Regions from separate parts of the Mus musculus genome. Here regions 2 and 3 are each linked to region 1. A link is a contact called in public HiChIP or PLAC-seq and promoter capture Hi-C data. All regions are on one chromosome and are shown on one strand. Each heading gives the region's core, a stretch centred on a gene start, on an enhancer-like site or on the middle of the called end of the contact. The rest is flanking DNA. Distances are from core to core; before and after follow the strand shown.

Region 1 (3,614 bases), core at 361-2,860:
GTGCCCATGAACTAAGTTACAATCACGGGGACAGAAGTCCAGGCCAGTGTTCTGCCCGTTATGCAGCAATGGATGTCTCAGAAGCTCAACCTCAAGCCATCAGAGAGCACCAGAGGGGCACTCAGCCTATGTATGTATGCCCTCTCTTTCAGTGGGGCAGAAGCCTACTTGTGGCCGGGGTCTGGAGGGGCCCTGGGAGCGCCCACCTCCTCTGGATGAGCCCCAGAGAGATGGAAACTCTGAGGACCAAGTGGAAGGCAGAGCAACACTAAGTGGTGAGCTTTGGAGTGTGGGCTGGGGAGGTGGGTGGGAACCTCATGGGCCAAGCCTGGCCTTGAGTCCTCTTTATTTGTCTTTCAGAGCCTGGAGAGGAACCTCAGCATCCCAGCCCCCCCTGAGCCTGGCACATAAGCTCAGAGCCCTGTATCTCCCAGGAGGAAGTGTTCCCCAGAAACCCACTCTGTCCCCACCCTCCTTTGTACCCTGTCTTTCACCTGCTAGGGCTGCGGCTTCTGACTTTTAGAAGACTAAGGCTGGTCTCTGTTTGCTTTGGCTGAAGCCCAGAGTCCCCAATGCCTTTCCCTGCCAGTCATTCTTCTATTTACCCGGTGGGAGTAGGGAGGTGAGAGAGCCCACACTGGAAACCCCAGAAGGCCATAAACAACCATTTATTCTCCACAAGTCCCCTCCCTCTCCAGATTCTCTCCCCTGGGCACAGGAGACCCACAGGGCAGGTCCTAAGATCTGGGGAAAGGAGGTACTGAGAGCCTACAGGTGCCCTGAGATCTCCTCCTTCCCCTACCAGTGGTGGGCGTTGAGTCCCCAACCCTCTCATAGACTTCAACCAGGGCTCAGGTCTCACGCATTCTTTGCAGAGCCTCAACATGTCCCTCCCTTAGTATCCCATTCCTGCTGGGTGCCTGCAAGATGGACTGGCAGAGGCTGCTTGCTGCGTTTTGTTTGTGCTTTGGTGCCAGGAATGCACTTACTATCTGTCCTTAGGGGGCCACACAGTGGGGGGAGCCTGGTTCTCCTTGTCCTCCAGCAACTTGGTTCCCTTCCCCTTCTTCCCTTACTCTAGGCCTGAACCCCTCCTACGCTGTAATAAATCTTTGTAAATAATTGTCCTGAGACTCCTCTTTCAGGGGAGGGAGGAGAGACCGGGAAGTAATGGTATGTTCTGACAGGAAAAATGGTGGTTATCTTAGGGTCAGGATCTTGCCTCTCGTGTCCAGCCCTTCCCAGGAAGGAGCCTTTCCTGCAGGCTATACGCATGGCAGACATACTAGCTCCTGAGGGAGATGGCTAAAAGCCAGGGGAGAACAAAGGTCCTTTAAATATGTGTGATGGATGTGGTGCTGCGCGTCAGTAATCTCAGAACTTGGAAGGCTGAGTTCGTGGCCAACCTGAGAACGTCTCAAAAACGAAAAATGGATTTCTCCAAGGGACTTGTGCTCACAAATCGGCCCTCACACAGTTCCCCTTCACTCCACAGTGTCAGGCCTGTATGATCTAATAACCAAGACACCCTGGGGTTTTATCCCTTGCTCCTGCACGGTCTTACACAGTTTAACTTCGGTTGTGGCTCCGCTTCCGGACCTCGTCTCCGAGAGAGGGGCGGACCGGGGCGGAGCTTCAGGGTCACACGAATCCCGATTGGCTTTGGGGGCGGGCTCGGGGGGGCGGGTTGGCTTTGGGGGCGGGCTCGGGGGGGACGGGCTCAGCGGCGGAAGTAGCGCCGCCGGGAGCTCTCCTTCCGCTCTGAGGAGTTGCCAGGCCGTGGAGCGGGACTGCGGCTGAGGCAGGAAGAGTGGGGGCCGTGGTGACATGAAGCAGGTGGGTTGTGCGGCGGTCGCAGGCACCGGGCGGTGGTACAAGAGCTGTCTCTACCCGACGGATCCCGCTTTCCTGCCCGGTGTCCGTCTTTGGTTCGGTCCGACCCAGCCCACACCCCTCGCGCTCCGGGTTCCGCCCCCTTCCTCTCCACTCGCTGCTGCGCGCGCAGGGCTGGGGAGGGGGTGTCTTGGTCTTTACCCGAGAGGGTCCGGAGGACGTCTGCGGCCGCTTTCCTAAGCCTTCTTTATAGTAAGAGGAGAGGCAAGGAGTCGGTATCTAAGTATTATGGGGGACAGAATTGGGTGTGGGAAGGGGCCAGACTCAGGGAAAAACATACTAATCGGCTGCCTCTCTGCCACCCGCTGTTTCCCACAACTTCCGTTGGAAACATCCACGCATAGCTTCCCAACGATATCAGAAAGAAGGCTCTTTAAACTCTTCTCAGAAGTGCTTGCTACTGTTGGCTTTCATTCCTGACATACTTCCACCCTTTGACTCCCCAATATTTCCTGATTTTTCCTCTTACCTCTCTGACAAGAGGGCAGAAGAATCTCTTTACGTTCACGCTGGCCCAACCCGCCTCACTGTGCATTGATCCTGGATGGCCTCATCCACTGTTGTCGCATCAAGTTCACGTTCACTGAATATTCAGATGGACGATAGCAGCACATCCCCTTCCTGGGCTCCAAATTAGCTGCCTGTCAATTATGCCTATGGGATACCTTCACTTTGGGATGATCTCACAGGTTTCAAACGTGAGCTGATCTTTTCTCTGTAAATTTATCCTTCCACTCTTGTCTTATCCAGGAGAAAAACTCCGGAATTGCCTTAACATCTTTTAACCCTGTTTGCTCAGAGGTGCCAGTATAGCTAACTCCCTGAACCTTCTCTGTCACTACCCTTGTTGACGTGTCTCTGGACATTTCCAGCAGCTTGTGGTCCTAATTGCTTGCAGGCAAGTCTTCAGAATCTAGCTCTTGCAGACTTTTATATCACGAGTCTGGTTATGTCACTTGCTTGCTTCCCATTGCCTGTGGGGAAACGACTGTGTGCTTGTTTACTGTAAGATGTGCCTGGCTCACATAGGGTTCTTCGTGTATATAGCAGCACCTCTTTCCTCTCTGATCTGCTGGGCCTCCTCCTGATGTATCCTTCAGGAGTCCTGCTCAGAGAGCACCATCTCCACACTGCCCACCTCCATCTCAAAGGCTGGCCGCCCTGCCCATCTGTGTCCTCTGAACACTCTTAGTGTCATAGCTGACATATAGACCCATGCACCAGCCTGCTTGAGTTTTGATATTGTTTTGAGACCTTGATGAAGTCAGTATCTTCCTTTCCTCTTTTGGAAGATGGAGATAGTAATGTGCCTACCTTGTATAGATGTGAGAATGAATGAAGTACTGTGTAGTGTATGCATCAAGGGACCAGGCCTATGAGTGCCTAATGAACACACGTTAGTTAGCATGTCCTGTGTAAGAGCACTCTGGCTTGCTGGTTATGAGTTAATTTCATCGGCTGCGTGAGAATGCTTGGTGTGGCTCGCTTCTCATTCTGTCCCTGGGTCCTAAGGTGAAATCCTGGACTCACCGGGAACAGGATCTGGACCTACTGAGTGGAATGCTATTCAGGAGTGGAAAAGATCCAGCCTTTGTGGTTTTGTTTCCAGCACTGCCGGGAAAACAAACAAACAAACCAAACCAAACCAAAAACCATCTTGGCACACTGGTGGCACACACTTTTAATCTCAGCACCTGGGAGGCAGAGGTAGGTGGGTCTAA
Region 2 (3,614 bases), core at 454-2,953, 590 kb before region 1:
GTGTGTAATGTGTGTGCATGTACGTATACACGCAACCAGGGCCTTGCTACTTAGCCCAGACTGCCTTCAAACTGACCAGGACTGCCTTCACCACCTCCACCACCACAAACACACTCGCCCTTACTTTGTCCTACATAGATTTTCCTTTCCATCCCAAGGCACCAATGGCAACCAGGGTCTGGAGAAATTTGCAGATGTCACCATTGCATGAGAGTGCTAAGGGCACCCTGTGGCTAGACGCTGCTGAATATACAAGTTACAGGACAACTCCACCACACAGGCAACAGAATCACCCAGATTACAGGTCTCCTGGCAAGGATGGCAAGTCTGGGTTGTCAGCTTCAGTTGAGGCACTGCCTCCATCAGATTGTGGGAATGTCTGTGAGTGTGTGTTCTTGAGTATGACCTGAGAGAGGAAGGCCCAGCCCACTGTGGGTGGAGCCATCCCTAGGTAGGTGGTCTACCTGTGTAAACAAGGGAAGCTGAGTAAGGCAAGAGAAGCAAGCCAGTAAGCAGCATCCCTCCATGGTTTCTACTTCAGTTCCTGCCTCTGGGTTACAACTTGAGCTGCCTTAATGATGGGCTATAACCTGTAAGATGCAAGAAGCCTTCTCCTCCGACAGTTGCTTTTGATCTTGGTTTTATTACAGAAGTAAACTAATGCACTGTCCATAATAGACAGTTACATGAAGCACATACTAAACTAGACTAACTTTGATGGAGCCCTGCAACTTGATCCAATTAAGGACACCCGGCAAATTCAGCTTAGTGGACAGATACCCAAACTGATGTACTTATTGATTCAATTACCTTCACTTTGAGAAGATCAATAGTGTCCTAATCTAGCTCTCTGCTTCTTGGATATTTCTGCCTTATTTAAGGCATTCCTTCCCCACAAACGAACTACAGGACTTAAGAGCAATTGCCACTTAACATAAAAAAAAAAAAAGTGTTACCGATACCGAAGAAAGCTGCCTCCTCACTACACATCAAAGCAAAACACTGATGTAAGGAAGGAAACAAAGATGGAAAAGATTTGAAATGGACGCCTCTAAACGGCACAGCTCAGGATGGGAAATGACTGAAGCCCACCCTTTCAACAGTCCAGGTCCAGGATACAACTGTGAACTCCTAGCTAAAAAAGGGGGAGCAGGGGAGGCTATGTCCGAAGATAACATACACAAAATAAAGTCTACGTGCCCAAGATCTACCTCCTTCCATACCATGAGTTCAACTGTCCCTTCCCTAACCTTAGACTTCCTGGGAGCCCCCGGGAAGCCCCCGAATCAGCAAATCCTGACAACAGCAAACATTCCTCGCCGCACATCTTCCCGAGGCTCATCTCAGTCCCTCTGTGGGCTTCACCATCCGCTCCCTCTCCATGTTTATCACCCCCTTGTGCTGAAATCAAGACTTCATTACCAGGGTTACCGACTGCTACCCCCGACTTTCACCCCACCCCGGCGCCTGTGGGTCTCGGGCTCAGTCGTCGCTGCCCAGGCCTCTAGCACTTACCAGGTCTCCGCCTCCCATGATGGTGGAGACGGTTCTTCAGTCTGTGGACCTGAAAGATTCAGCGAAGGCAGAGAGGAAACCTAGGGAAACAGTTCAGAGACGGCCTCTCGGGACCTAATCCCTACAGGAACCAGCTGCCCTTTTCCCCGCCCGCTCTAGCTCGCACTTCCGGGGTGGTGTCATATGACTGCGTCAGCGTCTCGGCTCGATGACGTTTGGTATGAGCGCTAAGTCTACGTGAACCTAGAGTCGCAAGTACTTTCTACCCTCCGTCAGTTTTGGTGGCCTCTTTTTGGTTGCCTCACGTAAGCCCCTGGCCCCAACTGTTGAAAAGCCATAGGCGGGTTCTGTTGCCTTGGCAACGCATCAGGGCTCTGCCGTAGAAGCGAGACAGTGTAAGACCTCAGTATCTGCCAACTTAGGCCGCCTCCCCATCTCACCGCTACACCAGGGTTTCCAAACCAGCTTTTCGGCCAGCTCCCTCATTCCCGGCATGTTTTATAGAAATAGATGCTATCAAACAAAATCCCAAAAGCCAGATGTCATGGCACACCCCCAGTCATCTCCCACGCTTGGTAGATGGAAACTGGCCAGCTCTGGCACAAAGTTTGAGATCATTCTGGTCTGGAAATACCTATTTTTATTATTTTATTTATTTTTGTTTCCTAGACAGTGTCTTTCTATGTAAAACCCTGGCTATCTGGGGACAGTGTAGATCAGGCTGGCCTTGAACTCAGATCTATACCACTTGCTTCTGTCACCAGAATGCTGGAATTACAGACTTGCTAAACTATAGCCAGCTTGTGTCTTTATTTTTATTTTTTAAGATTTATTTATGGGCCTGTCAGTAGTGGCACACGCCTTTGGTCCCAGCACTTGGGAGGCAGAGGCAGGCAGATTTCTGAGTTCAAGGCCAGCCTGGTCTACAGAGTGAGTTCCAAGGACAGTCAGAGCTACACAGAGAAACCTTGTCTCAAAAAAAAAAAAAAAAAAAAGAAAGAAAGAAAGAAAGAAAGAAAAGAAAAGAAGAAGAAGAAGAAAAGATTTATATATAAATAAGTACATTGTTGCTGTCTTTAGACACAACAGAAGAGGGTATCAGTTCTCATTATGGATGAGTTTGTGAGTCACCAGGACCTTTTTTATTTTGGTTTTTCAGAGACAGGGTTTCTCTGTGTAGCCCTGGCTGTCCTGGAACTCACTCTGTAGACCAGGCTGGCCTCGAACTCAGAAATCTGCCTGCCTCTGCCTCCTGAGTGCTGGGATTAAAGGCGTGTGCCACCACCCACCCCCCCACACCCACCCCCGGCCACCAGGACCTTTTGAAGAGCAGTCAGTTGTCTTACCCACCAAGCCATCTCGCCAGCCCTTGTGTTTTTATTTTTGAGTTGTTAGAATTAAAGAACTGGAGTGATGGCTCAGCCATTAAGAACACTGGCTCCGAGCTGGTCGTGGTGGCACATGCCTTTAATTCCAGCACTCGGGAGGCAGAGGCAGGTGGATTTCTGAGTTTGAGGCCAGCTTGGTCTACAAAGTAAGTTCCAGGACACCCAGGGCTACACAGAGAAACCCTGTCTTGAAAAACAAAACAAATTCAGCCGGTGGTTCGGGGAGACATACCTTCCACCTTAGACCATGGCCAAGTTCATCCGTAACTTCGCGGAGAAGGCACCGTCGATGGTAGCCGCTGCCGTGACTTACTCGAAGCCTCGATTGGCCACATTTTGGCACTACACCAAGGTTGAGCTGGTTCCCCCAACCCCTGCTGAAATCCCTACAGCTATTCAGAGTGTGAAAAAAATCATTCAAAGTGCTAAAACTGGTAGCTTCAAACACCTTAGAGTTAAGGAAGCTGTGCTGAATGGTTTGGTGGCCACTGAGGTGTGGATGTGGTTTTATATCGGAGAGATCATAGGCAAACGTGGCATTGTTGGCTATGATGTTTGAAGACCAATCTTTAACTTCTGATTTGAGTTCTTATTTGAATGTTCTTGGACCATGTGTAACAGGACTGCTATCTGAATAAAATACTAGGTGTTGAAAAAAAAAAAAGCAAAAACAAAACAAAAAAAGAACACCGGCTGCTTTCAGAAGACTCT
Region 3 (3,614 bases), core at 630-3,129, 550 kb after region 1:
TTGTTTGTTTGTTTGTTTGTTTGTTTGTTTAAACCTGGTGAATGCATTTCTAGGCTGCAATATGCACATTAAATACAACTTCCCTGCTCCCTCCCCTGTAACTCAGGTAGGTCCTGAGCTACCATCTCCTAAGCTGACTGGACCTATGTTGCTATTTCCAACGACGGTGTGTGGGTAGGTTTTAGGTCCTCAAGTTACAAAGATGTGAGCCAGGGAGGTGCTCTCCGGTTCCACTGCCCTGGGAGAAACAGCATCCAAGCTGAAAACCTCCCTTCCGTGGCCTGTTCTCCATCTACCACGGCAGCTCGTTTTCTTCTGGAGTCAGTGCTTAGCTGCTCGAAAACCTTCACAGAGTGGACCCCTTCACCATCTTGACCTGTTTAGAACCCAACTCTCTTTAATCCTCCATAATTAGGTAGTCAAGAGTTTAGTTTTCTGTCAGACTATTTAAAATGCAAATATCAGCTCTTACAATTAGTTATAAAAACTTCCTAGGGAGCCGGGCGGTGATGGCACACGCCTTTAATCCCAGCACTTGGGATTTCTGAGTTCAAGGCCAGCCTGGTCTACAAAGTGAGTTCCAGGACAGCCAGGGCTATAGAGAAACCCTGTCTCGAAAAATAAACAAACCAAACAAAACCAAAAACCTTCCTCGGGTGCTTATAAAGACTAATTAAGGTGATAGAGGTAAAATAACGAGCTCAGACCCACACACTTACGTTGGCTCTTCCCAGCTATTTGAAATGAGAGGTAACTGGCGATTGTGCTGTTGTGCTCCTACTTGTAGCTTTGTGTCTGTTTTATTTGGTATCAGACAATAAAAGATATATCCTATAGCCAGGTGTGGTGGCGCACACCTTTAATCTCAGCACTTGGGAGGCAGACCCAGACAGATCTCTTGAGTTTAAGGCCAGCCTAGTCTACGTAGTTCCAAGACAGCCAGAGCTACAAATAAAAAGTCTCAGAAAACAATAACAACCAAAACAAAACAAACCAAGAACAAAATCCCATAGACTTTACCATTACCTAGAATTGGGCTCTGGTCTTTAGAAGAACCCGAGTAACCTTGGAGCCTGACCTGCCTGCAAATGGCTGCTCTAGTTACATTTTTCATTAAATGCTCAGCTTGCCTTGCCGATAACTCTTTTCCTTGGGTCCCAGACCCTAGTGCTTGGCCATAAGAGATTTTCAAATTAAAGAGACATAATTTTACTCCCTATGATGTGTAGCTAGATGGATGTTAAGGCAGCACTTGGAATGTATGACCTTGAAATTATACGTTTGGTGTTGCACTTGTTTCTCACTGAGCAAGCGCAAGTCAACAAATAGTGAGATGATGTCAGTTTGCTTAGATAGGTCTAGAACTTGCCCCCCCGCCCCCCAAAAAAATACCCTGGTTCGAGTTATCAGCTCCTCCCCACAGAAAATTCTGTGACCTTATACATTCATTTGCTTCATGCCATACAGGACCGCCCCCCAAAAAGTAGGCCTTGTAGCCCTCTTAAAATCTAGCCCACCAGAATAATGAAAATAGGGATGTTTGGCAGATAAGATGAGCAAAGGTAGCCCAGTAGAATGAGGACGTTAGGCAACGGTGGGGAGGCTGGGTGGAGGACAAAGTAGAAATAAAAATACGGAAGTAGATGTGCGTAGAGGCAAAAAAAAAAAAAAAAAAAAAAAAACTACACTTCCCGCCAGGCTTTACGGCGTGACGCGCTCGTAAACGCGCGCCTTTCCTCCGAGGTCTCAAAAGTTAACGCCCTCCCGGGCGAGTGGGTGTGACTTCGTGGTGGTCGCTGAGACCTGGGGCTGTCCTATTGGCTGCCGGCCGTCACCGGCGAAGGCGTGGTGATGAGTGACAACTAATCAGAAGCCTGGCTGGACTTTGGCGGGAGACGAGAAGGCTGAAGTAGAGCGGCTTTGGCGCGAGTTGACTTTGCAGCTGCTGTAGAATTTGTGGCGGGAGAGTTTTTACGGTGGTGATCGAGACGCGAGGAGTGTGCACTGAGCGACACGGCCCTGAAGAGTGCAAAGCTCCGCGAGGTCTGGTGTCCAGAGAGGTGAGGCTGGTCCGAGCAAGGCCGGTGGAGAGCGGGAAATCGCCTGGGGTCTGAGGCTGGGTCAGGGAGGGGGTTGTGAGCTCTAGAAGCGGTTCGAGCACGCCGCGTTGGGAAGGAGAGAGCTGCTGGGAGGAAACGGTGTAGGGTGGGGTCGGGAGTTTGGTGGAGTGCTGGCTAGTTTTGAGCAGAGGACGCAGCTGCCCTTGCCCAGGACTTGGGAGAGCCTAAAGGTGACGGTCTGGAACCAAACCAGTGCTAAAGACGTCTCACATGTCTGCAGGGAAGGAGCTAAAGTATTATAGAAATAAATGGAGACAGACTTCTGGCATCATACAAGTGTAAGAACTTGGCTTCTGGTCCCAGGGTGCCCAGGGTGATAGCCGTGTGTTTCTGTGACTATCTCTTTAAGAGAGGGCTAATAGTGTCTACATTTGACGTATGGTAAGACTGTAGTGTGTAATATGTGTATAACGGAATGTTACACGTACTAGGCAGACAGACGTTACCCTTTATTACATAGATTTGCATGGGAAGCACAACTAAATGTTAAAAATGCTATGTTAACGTGATTTATGGAGTGCTGGTCCCCAATATAATTATTTATATTGCTCTGTGTGTTTTTCTCTTTGCTCTCCTGATTTTCCTTTGTATCCAGTTGTGTGGCCATCATGCCTCAAACCAGATCCCAGACACAAGCTACCATCGGTTTTCCGAAAAAGAAGCTATCTAATACCCTGAAGAAACCCAATTCCCGGGATTGTGAAGTAAAACTTAGAAACGTCCAGCCTGTACCCACCACTCCGTGTGTGGACGTAAAACTTCTGCCTCTCAGTCCCCGAAAACGTCTGGGTAAGCCCTCCGCTTTGTGAGTGCGACTTTGTGACTGAGCTCTCAGCCTTTCCTGCCTTGATGCTGAGGTGCCTGGCTCTTAAAACCAGAGCTGTATTTGCCTTCATAATGGCTGCCAAGTGTGTACCGAATTTCACGGTTGAGCCGTACACTAGAGATCATTTGCTAAGGAACCTAGGTTTGATCTTCATTTCCTTAGTTCTGTCCTTTACATTTCCCTTGAAGTTATAGTGTTATGGAACTCGCCTGCGTGCTTGTGAAATTAAGAGGAAACAAATAACCCGGGAGGTGGTGAGCTTGCTTTTAATCCCAGCACTCAGAAGGCAGAGGCAGGTGGGTCTCTTGAGTTTGGGGCCAACCTGGTCCACAGAGTGAGTTTCAGGCCAGCCTGGGTTAACCCAGAGAACTCCTGTCTTGAGAAAGAAAAATTTGATGAGATTCTTAATATTTTTTTAATTTTTGCTATCAAATAGTACTTGACAGCCATTTCCGGTTTTCGATGTGTTTGGTGTTTTTGGAGAAATGATCTCTAACTCAGGCTGGCCTGGAACTCGCTTTTGTAGCCCAGGATTGCCTCAGACTTGAGGTCCTTCCCGCGCTACCACGCATACTGTGTGTGGTAATGTTGCAGCTGCTTGGATGTTAGGGGTTGAACCCAAGACCTTATATGTGCTAGGAAGTGCTGTACCACCGGCCCTACGTGCC

What was found. Promoter capture Hi-C pulls out the DNA fragments that hold promoters and counts their contacts. HiChIP or PLAC-seq counts read pairs in DNA pulled down with a chosen protein or histone mark.
Region 2: a promoter capture Hi-C map of erythroid cells shows a contact between it and region 1, with 11 times the contacts expected there. The contact joins the promoter of Cwc25 here to the promoter of 1700003D09Rik in region 1. A contact is called at or near these places in 1 of 39 promoter capture datasets (erythroid cells) and 2 of 115 datasets of contacts at active chromatin or transcription factors (microglia and pancreatic cancer cells).
Region 3: a FOXA1 HiChIP or PLAC-seq map of pancreatic cancer cells shows a contact between it and region 1. The contact joins the promoter of Cdc6 here to the promoter of 1700003D09Rik in region 1.

Annotation. Positions count from the first base shown.
Region 1 is chr11:98,356,673-98,360,286 of GRCm38.p6, forward strand. It overlaps 1700003D09Rik (RIKEN cDNA 1700003D09 gene), which reads right to left and starts at 1,611. Exons shown (of 3, transcript NR_045477.1): 1 at 1,565-1,611. It overlaps Ppp1r1b (protein phosphatase 1, regulatory inhibitor subunit 1B), which reads left to right. Exons shown (of 7, transcript NM_144828.2): 6 at 153-275; 7 at 361-1,124. The coding sequence ends at 398. Stard3 (START domain containing 3) reads left to right here and starts at 1,696. Exons shown (of 15, transcript NM_021547.3): 1 at 1,696-1,836.
Region 2 is chr11:97,764,910-97,768,523 of GRCm38.p6, forward strand. Cwc25 (CWC25 spliceosome-associated protein) reads right to left here and starts at 1,704. Exons shown (of 10, transcript NM_026186.4): 1 at 1,516-1,704. The coding sequence starts at 1,533. It also overlaps the pseudogene Atp5l2-ps.
Region 3 is chr11:98,905,922-98,909,535 of GRCm38.p6, forward strand. Cdc6 (cell division cycle 6) reads left to right here and starts at 1,880. Exons shown (of 12, transcript NM_001025779.2): 1 at 1,880-2,060; 2 at 2,716-2,909. The coding sequence starts at 2,729. RefSeq lists an enhancer at 1-720.